Linked DNA regions of Sus scrofa: region 2 is linked to region 1. The links are chromatin contacts, called in public Hi-C maps. All regions are on one chromosome and are shown on one strand. The core of a region is the stretch at or near the end of the contact, and the rest is flanking DNA. Distances in the headings are between cores, read along the strand shown.

The links. A called contact is a pair of places that touch in the nucleus more often than the background predicts.
Region 2: a Hi-C map of subcutaneous adipose tissue shows a contact between it and region 1, with 3 times the contacts expected there. A contact is called at or near these places in 2 of 5 promoter capture datasets (fetal skeletal muscle and liver), 23 of 47 Hi-C or Micro-C datasets (blood, brain, embryonic fibroblasts and 12 more) and 2 of 2 datasets of targeted methods (alveolar macrophages and skeletal muscle).

The regions. Positions count from the first base shown.
Region 1 is chr4:125,082,477-125,086,647 of Sscrofa11.1, forward strand. No RefSeq gene overlaps it. Among named protein-coding and RNA genes, the nearest start is that of BRDT, 22 kb to the left of the region's middle.
Region 2 is chr4:125,424,684-125,428,854 of Sscrofa11.1, forward strand. No RefSeq gene overlaps it. Among named protein-coding and RNA genes, the nearest start is that of CDC7, 33 kb to the right of the region's middle.

The DNA of each region.
Region 1 (4,171 bases), core at 720-3,219:
TGCAGGTTCGATCCCTGGCCTTGCTCAGTGGGTTAAGGATCCGGCGTTGCCGTGAGCTGTGGTGTAGGTCGCAGACATGGCTCGGATCCCACGTTGCTGTGGCTGTGGTGTAGGCTGGTGGCTACAGCCCCGATTACACCCCTAGTCTGGGAATCTCCATATGCCATGGGAGCGGCCCTAGAAAAGGCCAAAAAAGACAAAAAAAAAAAAAAAAAAAGAGTCGAGGTTGAAGTGTGTGAGCTCACAGGGCTGGTTATGGGTGGAACCAAGACTAGAAACTAGCCAGTGGCTGGTTTCCAGGCAATTTCATTGTCTCAATTCCTGCAATGTCATTTCGAAGAGGTGTGAAACAGAGGGTTTTTCTTTTACTTTTCAGTCCTGTTGGAAGGGTGAGTGGGGGTGAATTGGGGAGCAGCTGGGAGAAGCAGAGTAGGGAGAGAGGATAACAGAGGTGGAAGTGGTCTTGGAGGGCTTCCTGGAGGAGGAGCGATTTGAGCTGGGTGTGGAAAAACAGCTGAGAGGTGGGAAACAAAAGGAGGAAATAGATACTAGAGAAGAAGACACTGGCAGAAATCAAAGAGCAGAGGAAAATAAGAACACAGGATTTACAGGCAGCAAAGCTCCCCGTTAAGGAGAACGTACGAGTGAGGCAGGAAGGCTGGTAGGTGGGAACCAGAGGAGAGGGACCTGGGCCACCAGGCAAGGTTTGCTCTTCGCTTTTTTTTTTTTTTTTTTTTTTTTTTTTTTTTGCTTTTTAGGGCAGTACCTACAGCATATGGAAGCTCCCAGGCTAGGGGTCTAATCGGAGCTGCACCTGCCGGTCTACACCACAGCCACAGCAAGGCGGGATCCGAGTCGCATCTGCAGCCTACACCACAGCTCAGGGCAACACCAGATCCTTAAGCCACCGAGCGAGGCCAGGGATCGAACCTGCGTCTTCATGTCCTCTCTTCGGGTAGAACCCAGGGAGATTCGGGAGCCGGTGCACACAATGGTTTGGTCCACCTGGGAAACTGCTCAGTCCTTTCCTTGATGTTTTTTTCTTTTTCTCAGCTCTGCTGCCCATGTGTTGGAAGAGAGGCAAATTATAGGACAAGCATGACTGACTGGGGAGGTTGTGCCATTTCAGGGTCAAACACTGCCAGTTTGCCTCCCAAATACTTTCTCTGTTGGCTGCCTTTCCTGATTTGGGGGTTTTAAAACATAAATGTTCATGGGGAGAAGGCATTCACCACGTTCTCTTTACCTCTCAGTAAGCGTTTATCAGATGCTGTCCCCAGAGCAGGTGAGGACGCGTGGTGGTGGCAGGAGTGGGCGACGCAGAGCGTGAAGCTGGGAGGAGCAGCTGGGCAGCTGAGCCCAAACGGGCAGAGCCCTCGGGACCCCAGGCCAGGGCGGGTCTGCCCCCCTGCGGTTGGAGCGGCACAAAGCGCTTCCTCCCTTCAGGCCAGGCAGGCGGTGGAGGAGGGAGGAGGCGCGAGGGCCTGGAAACCTCCTTCCCTTCCCGCCCGCCGAGGGCCACGCGTGGCATCTGAGCTGCCCTTCCCCGGAGTGAGAGGGAGCGTCAGAGAAGCACGAGTGGCACGCGGCAGACGGCTTTGCCCAATTGCACAACCGCGAGAGGAAACGTCTTGCATGGGCTTCGCAGGGTTCGGAGAAGGGCTCGTCGGAAGGGTCTGCTCGCCAAGGCGAGGGGTCCGCTCACCCGGCGCGGGCGGCTCCCGTCCCCGCGCCCCCGCCCGCACCCGCGCCGCCCCGGCCCCGCCGGGACCTGGCAAGTGGGGCGCAGATGCTCACACCCGGCCAGACGCCCCGCAGCCCCTCCACCTGCCGGGAGCCCCCTGCCGGCCCTGCGGCCGGGCTCACCCCTTCCGTGTCTCCCCTCGGCTCCTGGGGTGAAAAACTGTAAAGCTGGAGGCAACTAGGGCCTGTGCTTCCGGCCTCGAGCCCTCGTCCCTCCCTACCCGCTTTGCTCGCTGGGATCCGGCGGTACCGACCCTCAGTCCGTTTTTCCAGCGCCATAGCCCTCTCCTTGCTGCTCCCTGGGTCTGGAATGTTCTTCCTGCCTCCACCCCCACCCTTCTCTTCCCCTACCCCTTCTTCACCCCCCGCCCCGTACAAGAATCACACACTTCCTTAGGGACGCTGTCCTGACGTCGCCCCTGCGCCCCCATCCTTCTCCCCTATTTTCAGTGTTACAGCGCTGTGTACGTTTTCTGCCTAGTCCTTCTGAGAGTTGTGATGGTATATGTAGTGATTTTTATATTATATGTTTGCGTGTATATACACACACACACACACAGTTAGTGGGATTATTTGATTAATTTCCCTCGCTACTCAGCTTATATCATCCTGTTCAGGTGGTGTCCTTAGCACCCAGCCACCCTTGGCCTGTGACGGGGTCCCATTGTATGTTGGCTGAATAGACGAAATGAGTGAACATGTGTTGCCACCAAGAGCAGAGTCGCCAGGTGAGGTCTAAGGGCTGTGGGGATGGGTCTCTCCTATGCGGCTCCTCACGGTTTCACACGTGGTTGGTAATGACATTGAGTCTGAGTGTCGGCCCTGCAGGATGCTGATTCCCAGAGCACAGAAGGGGGACTAATGGTCCCTCTCATTTTCGCTTGTGAACGTCAGTTCCCACCCCCAAACAGGAGAGGAATTCTTGCCAGCCCCAGGAGGGATGGAGTTGCTTTGGTGACAGCCACTGGCAGGCTAGATGTCTCTGAGCCCAGAGAAGGGTTTCTAGAGCATCCCCAGCCCCCACACTCAGGCCTAAGCCATGCGCACTGGTTACTTGAGACTGTGTTTGGCCTTCCTGAAAGAAGCCACTTCTAGGGGTTAAGCTGGGTAAACTACCAAAAAGACATTATTTTCGGGAAAGCCAGTAACTTGTCTCAAATGTGGTTCAAATGTTTTTTTCTTTTGAATATGAAGTCTCCAATACGTGTCTCCAGTCCTCAAGAGTGATGAAAATATGGTGTACATCTGTACATTTGTCTTCTCATGGCTTGTGTTTAATTATCCACAAAGAAAAAAATTCACAAGATGTTTCATGGTCTTCTCTTTTAAGTGCCAAAACAGGAACTTCTGAGGCTTTGATAGAATTGGTTGCAATCCCTTTGAAAGTTTTATTAATGTAGCCAGAATATGTTTTTAATCTTTCATATTCTGATCACTGAAACGTATTTTCTACGTTCACGCACGCTTGTTTCTACCATATTTTAAGTAAAGAAGGAGTGAGCAGGTCTGACCTTGTAAAATATATTGATTTTTTTTTTACAGTGCAGAACAATGATGATTGATTGATGAATAAACTATTAAATCAGAGGATTCTTTGTCTAGGACAGAAAGGAAGTTTTGAGAACCTTTGCGAGATCAGTATCTGCCTTCATTTTAATGTAAACATCAAAGACATTCCACTGTTGACATGTATGTTCCTCTAAAAAAATCCTGTATATGGATACTGTATTTTCTGCGTAGTTGTGGATGTAGAAATATAAATAAATGAAATTGCTTACGTTTTGGTCTCAACTAATATTTTGAATTGACAGTTGAAATTTCAACAAGTGTTTTGTTGCTGTTGTTATCGTTGTTGTTTTAGCTGCACGCATAGCATATGGAATTTCCCAGGCCAGGGTTTGAATCTAAGCTGGAGCTGTGACCTGTGCCACAGCTGCAACAATGCTGGATCCTTAACCTACTGTGCTGGGCCAGGGATTGAACCGGCTCCTCCACAGAGACAAGCTGGATCTTTAACCCACTGTGTCACAGCAGGAACTCCCTTAACAAGTATTCTTAGAAGAATACTTTAAAAAATAGTTCCCGTTGTGGCGGGAACGAATGGTTAACGAATATGACTAGGAACCATGAGGTTGCGGGTTCGATCCCTGGCCTCGCTCAGTGGGTTAAAGATCTGGCATTGCTGTGAGCTGCGGCGTAGGTCGCAGACACGGCTCGGATCCCGAGTTGCTGTGGCTCTGGAGTAGGCTGGTGCCTACAGCTCTGATTTGACCCCTAACCTGGAAACCTCCATATGCCGTGGGTGCGGCCCCAGAAAAGACAAAAAAGAGAAAAAATGAAAATAAAAATAAAATAAAAGTGTGTATGAGATAATATTTAATTCTTACTAGAGCAACTCTATTATAATTGTCTTTGTTATTCATGTTTT
Region 2 (4,171 bases), core at 1,073-3,572, 340 kb after region 1:
GCCCACTTTTTTTTTAAACTACCGTAGGTACTGCTGCATTTTCTTTGACTTGGGGACGTACTGAGGGACAGAGACGCCCCCAGCGTTTGCCCTGGAGGCTCACGGATGTGTGTCAGACACCTCCTGGCCTTCGGTGTACACAGGCTTGTCTCCAACACGGAGCGTCCTTCCAGCCGGGCGGTCAGCCTCAGCCCTGGGCCAGAGGGCTTGGGACGCTCTGGTTGGGAGGTTGAGAGTTCATGTTCACGCACAGATGAGCCGTCCAGTCGGTCCTGGGGAGTCAGGACGGGCCGGGGTGGACCAACCTCACCGTTAGGCGAAGGGAGAGAGCCTCCCGTTGAGACTGCAGACGTGTCTCCAGGCGAGGCTCTCTGAAGTTGAACTCTACGGAGGAGGTGTTTTTCAAGGTCAAAAAATAGTGGAAGAGCAACAGTTTCACGTGGCTCGCACTTCCGTGACATTGTCCATTCCATGTGAAAGACGTTAACATGTTTGCTGAAATATTTAAAAATTTACCATTTCCATAAACCTGCTTTGTCATCTTGTCTTTCTTCTAAAAATAATATATTGGGGAGTTCCCGTTGTGGCTCAGTGGGTTAAGAATCCCTGGCCTCCCTCGGTGGGTTAAAGGATCTGGCATTGCGAGCTGCAGTGTGGGTTGCTGTGGCCGTGGTATAGGCCGGCAGCTGTGATACAGGCCGGCAGCTGCAGCTCTCCTTCGAAGCCCTGGCCCGGGAACGTCCATGTACTGCAGATGTGGACCTGAAAAGAAAGAAAAATTTAAAAAATAAAAATAATATATGGAGATCTTCAAAGAGACGGACGTGACCTGGGTCCTTCTTGCCTCTGGCTAAGGCTGCTTCTGCCTTCATCCTGGGGCCTCTGACAACGCAGGTCCACAGGCCTCCTGTGCGGCTCAAGACCCAGAGCGCATCCTTAGAAGAGTTCAAATTGGAGTCTTTTTCTGAATGTTTTCCTTCAGCCTCGTTGCTATAACTGTCCCAGTCTAATTCTCCTGTTGCCTATTTTTATATCTCCGTTATCTGTTTGGTCACCAGATGGCCGCTCACAACTTTCTACCTCCTCAAATGTTCTGCCATCTCCCAAACTCATGCTCTGCATACCACGTTTAACTTCCTATGAAGCCTGACGTTAATTCTAAAGCCACTTGAGAATTCAGGCCAACCTAAAACCCATTCGTTCAGTGCTGCTGCTGTCAAAAGCCCACCTGGCTGACTCAACATACAGGTGCGGTTGCAGGGGGAGGGGGTGTGGGGGACGGAGGCCTAGAACAGGTCCCTGCTCCCATTCCCCTTCCTCTGCTTCCGCTGAACTCTTCAAAAAAGCACAAAACAGGAGTTCCCACTGTGGCTCAGTGGGAACAAACCCAACTAGTATCCATGAGGACGCAGGTTCGACCCCTGGTCTCACTCATTGGTTAAGGATCCTGTGATGCTGTGGCTGTGGCTGTGGCTGTGGCTGTAGGCCGGCAGCTGCAGCTCCTATTCTACCCCTAGCCTAGGAACTTCCATACACTGCACGTGCATCCCTAAAACAGCAAAACCAAACACGCCAACAAATCCAAAATTATTTACGTCACTGTGGCCGTACTTGGTACCTATGTGGATATTAAAATGTGTGATCATTTTCAGCAAATATCCGTTGAGCCGTGATGATGGGCCAGCATCAAAGGTAAGACGGTGGATCCAGTCGACACGATTCTTGTTGTCGTGAAGTTTACCACCTAGGAGGTGACACAGACAAGACTGACTTGTGCCACACAGGAGTGCCGGAGGCCGCACGGTGCTGCGGGGCACAGCCATGCCTTTGCCGTGGAGCACTTGTCTCGACACCGTTGGAGATTCTAGGGAAGCTCTGGGTAGCAAGTGGACTGGGAGGCCAGTTTGAGGAGGCAGCTTCGGAGCCGGGGACTGAAGGGTGACAGGGTCCAGGAGCCGGCAGGCTGCGGTGACTCAACCCAGAACGAGCTGTCAAGGATGAAAACCTTCCCGAAGGTGGTGATGGCTGAACTGAGCCCTGGCAGCGGTACCCCCGTGACGGTGGCTGAGGTTTGCTGAGAAGAGTTCCAGGCAAAGGAAGCAGGATGTGCCAAAGCCCAGGAGAGAAGCAGCAGAACACAGGAGACGTTGGTGGCTGGAAAAGATGAGCGTGTGCTAGATGCTCACTAGCTCCTCCTTTGCCTGACAAAGTTGTTTTGATTGTGTAACGGCCAGCATTCGTGTGTACCTTCTTGTCTGTTCCAGTGGCCTCACGGATACATCAGTCCAAATGCGTCTAGACGGCAGTCCGAACACGCCAGGGGAACGCCTGCCACCTGCTGGACAGACGAAGCATCACCGTGCAGAGAAAATTAGATTTACGGCACTGCTGGGCTCACAGAATCCCAGATGATGGCCATTTTCCACTCAAAGGTTTAAAAGAGCTGATGTGCTGAAATTTTTTTTAAAGGTCAAGGAAGAAATATGTACAATATTCTCAGGCCCTGCTTCCCCGTAGAGGGGAGATGAAGGGAAAATTGAGGCAGAAAGAGAACCCGTGCACTGTGTCAACAATATATCCTTGGGGCAGGCCCTCACTCATTCCTACAGACAACAGGTAGGCACAGCAACCCTCTCTGCCGCCGAGCAAGCCAAGGCTCACGGTAAAGAGAGAAGGCCAGTCTTGGCCGGCTCCTTTAGCTTAAGCTGCCTCCAGTCAGGGTTTATTCTGAATCAACAAAAGGCAAATATGGGGCATTAATTCTCCAGTTGTGATTAGACCTATACTTTTAAGTGCGAACGACCTCAATGGAGAGACTTAAGGCCCCATTTGGTGCTCGAAAGGCATTAAAAGGCTCTCCAGTTTACTCCCTAACAGACACACCAACTGGTTCCCAAAAGAGACCCTCAAATGCCGCATGTGGACATATCTTCAAAGCTGAAAAACGTGTCTGCCATTTCTAGCAATTTCACACCACTTCTTGTTAAGAGAGACACGCCATGCCATTTAGATGCAGAAAATGTTGGGATTCTCTCAAGGCATCAATGAGGACTGACATTTCTGTAAGAGGAGCTGCCTCAGAAAACTCCAAGATGAATAGGGACTTGCAGGTACGAAGATGAATCGTGTTAGCAAAGCATCATCCAGTGTGTATATAATGACTTCCCAAAAGAATTTACACATGCCTGTAAGTTCTCATGACAAACTGACTTGGTGGTGGTGTTGTTATGGTGACTGGCACACAGTAGGAGCTAAAACCATGACTATAATAATTATAAAACCTTTGCTCACTCGCCTCTGACACGAGGATGTGAAGGGTTATGACAAACAGAATGTCCACCAGCTGTTCTGTCTCCACCGAGGTCAGAGCAATGGGAACTGGGACAGCGGTGAACTGGAGTGGAAAAAAAATTAGAACTGATATGGATGGGAAACAGTGAGGAGCTGGGGAATCTGAGGACAGACTACCACGGAAAACAGCATGAGCCTGTAGCTGCTTCAGAAGAAAAGGGGCTGCCTTTAGGCTGAGATTATTCTGGTGGGATTTGGAACTAACCCCTTCGTCAACCCCGAGGTTCTGACTGTGTGTTGAAGTCTCTGAAGTGTTGCTAAGAAATGTTGGGAAGGGGGCATAAAATAGTCTCTACCTTCTTGTGATCTGGGTACAGGAAACCAAGAAAAGGGTCTTGGCACTGATCGGGGAAGGTGTGGCAAGGACCGGGGGACCACGGGTGGCCTGGGCACGAGGACTGCACCTGGGACAGGTGAGGGACAGGCAACTAACTCAAAGTCCAAAGACCCCAGGAGGACGAGACTGAACCTAAAGCCCCACATCAGAACCTTGCCTTCATTTCAGTTACATATTTGTTAGGGGTTGGGGCTGGGAGGGGACGTCAACCGCCAAGATATTATGAAAGGAGGAGTGAGGCGTTCCATTTTTTTTTACATCTATCAACTAAATTGTACCAAACAGGAACACAGGCACCCTTATTAAGAGACTTTTTTTGGGAGTTCCTGTCGTGGTGCAGTGGTTAACGAATCTGACTGGGAGGAACCGTGAGGTTTCAGGTTCGATCCCTGGCCTCGCTCAGTGGGTTAAGGATCTGGCGTTGCCGTGAGCTGTCGTGTAGCTTACAGTCTCGGCTCAGATCCCACGTTGCTGTGGCTGTGG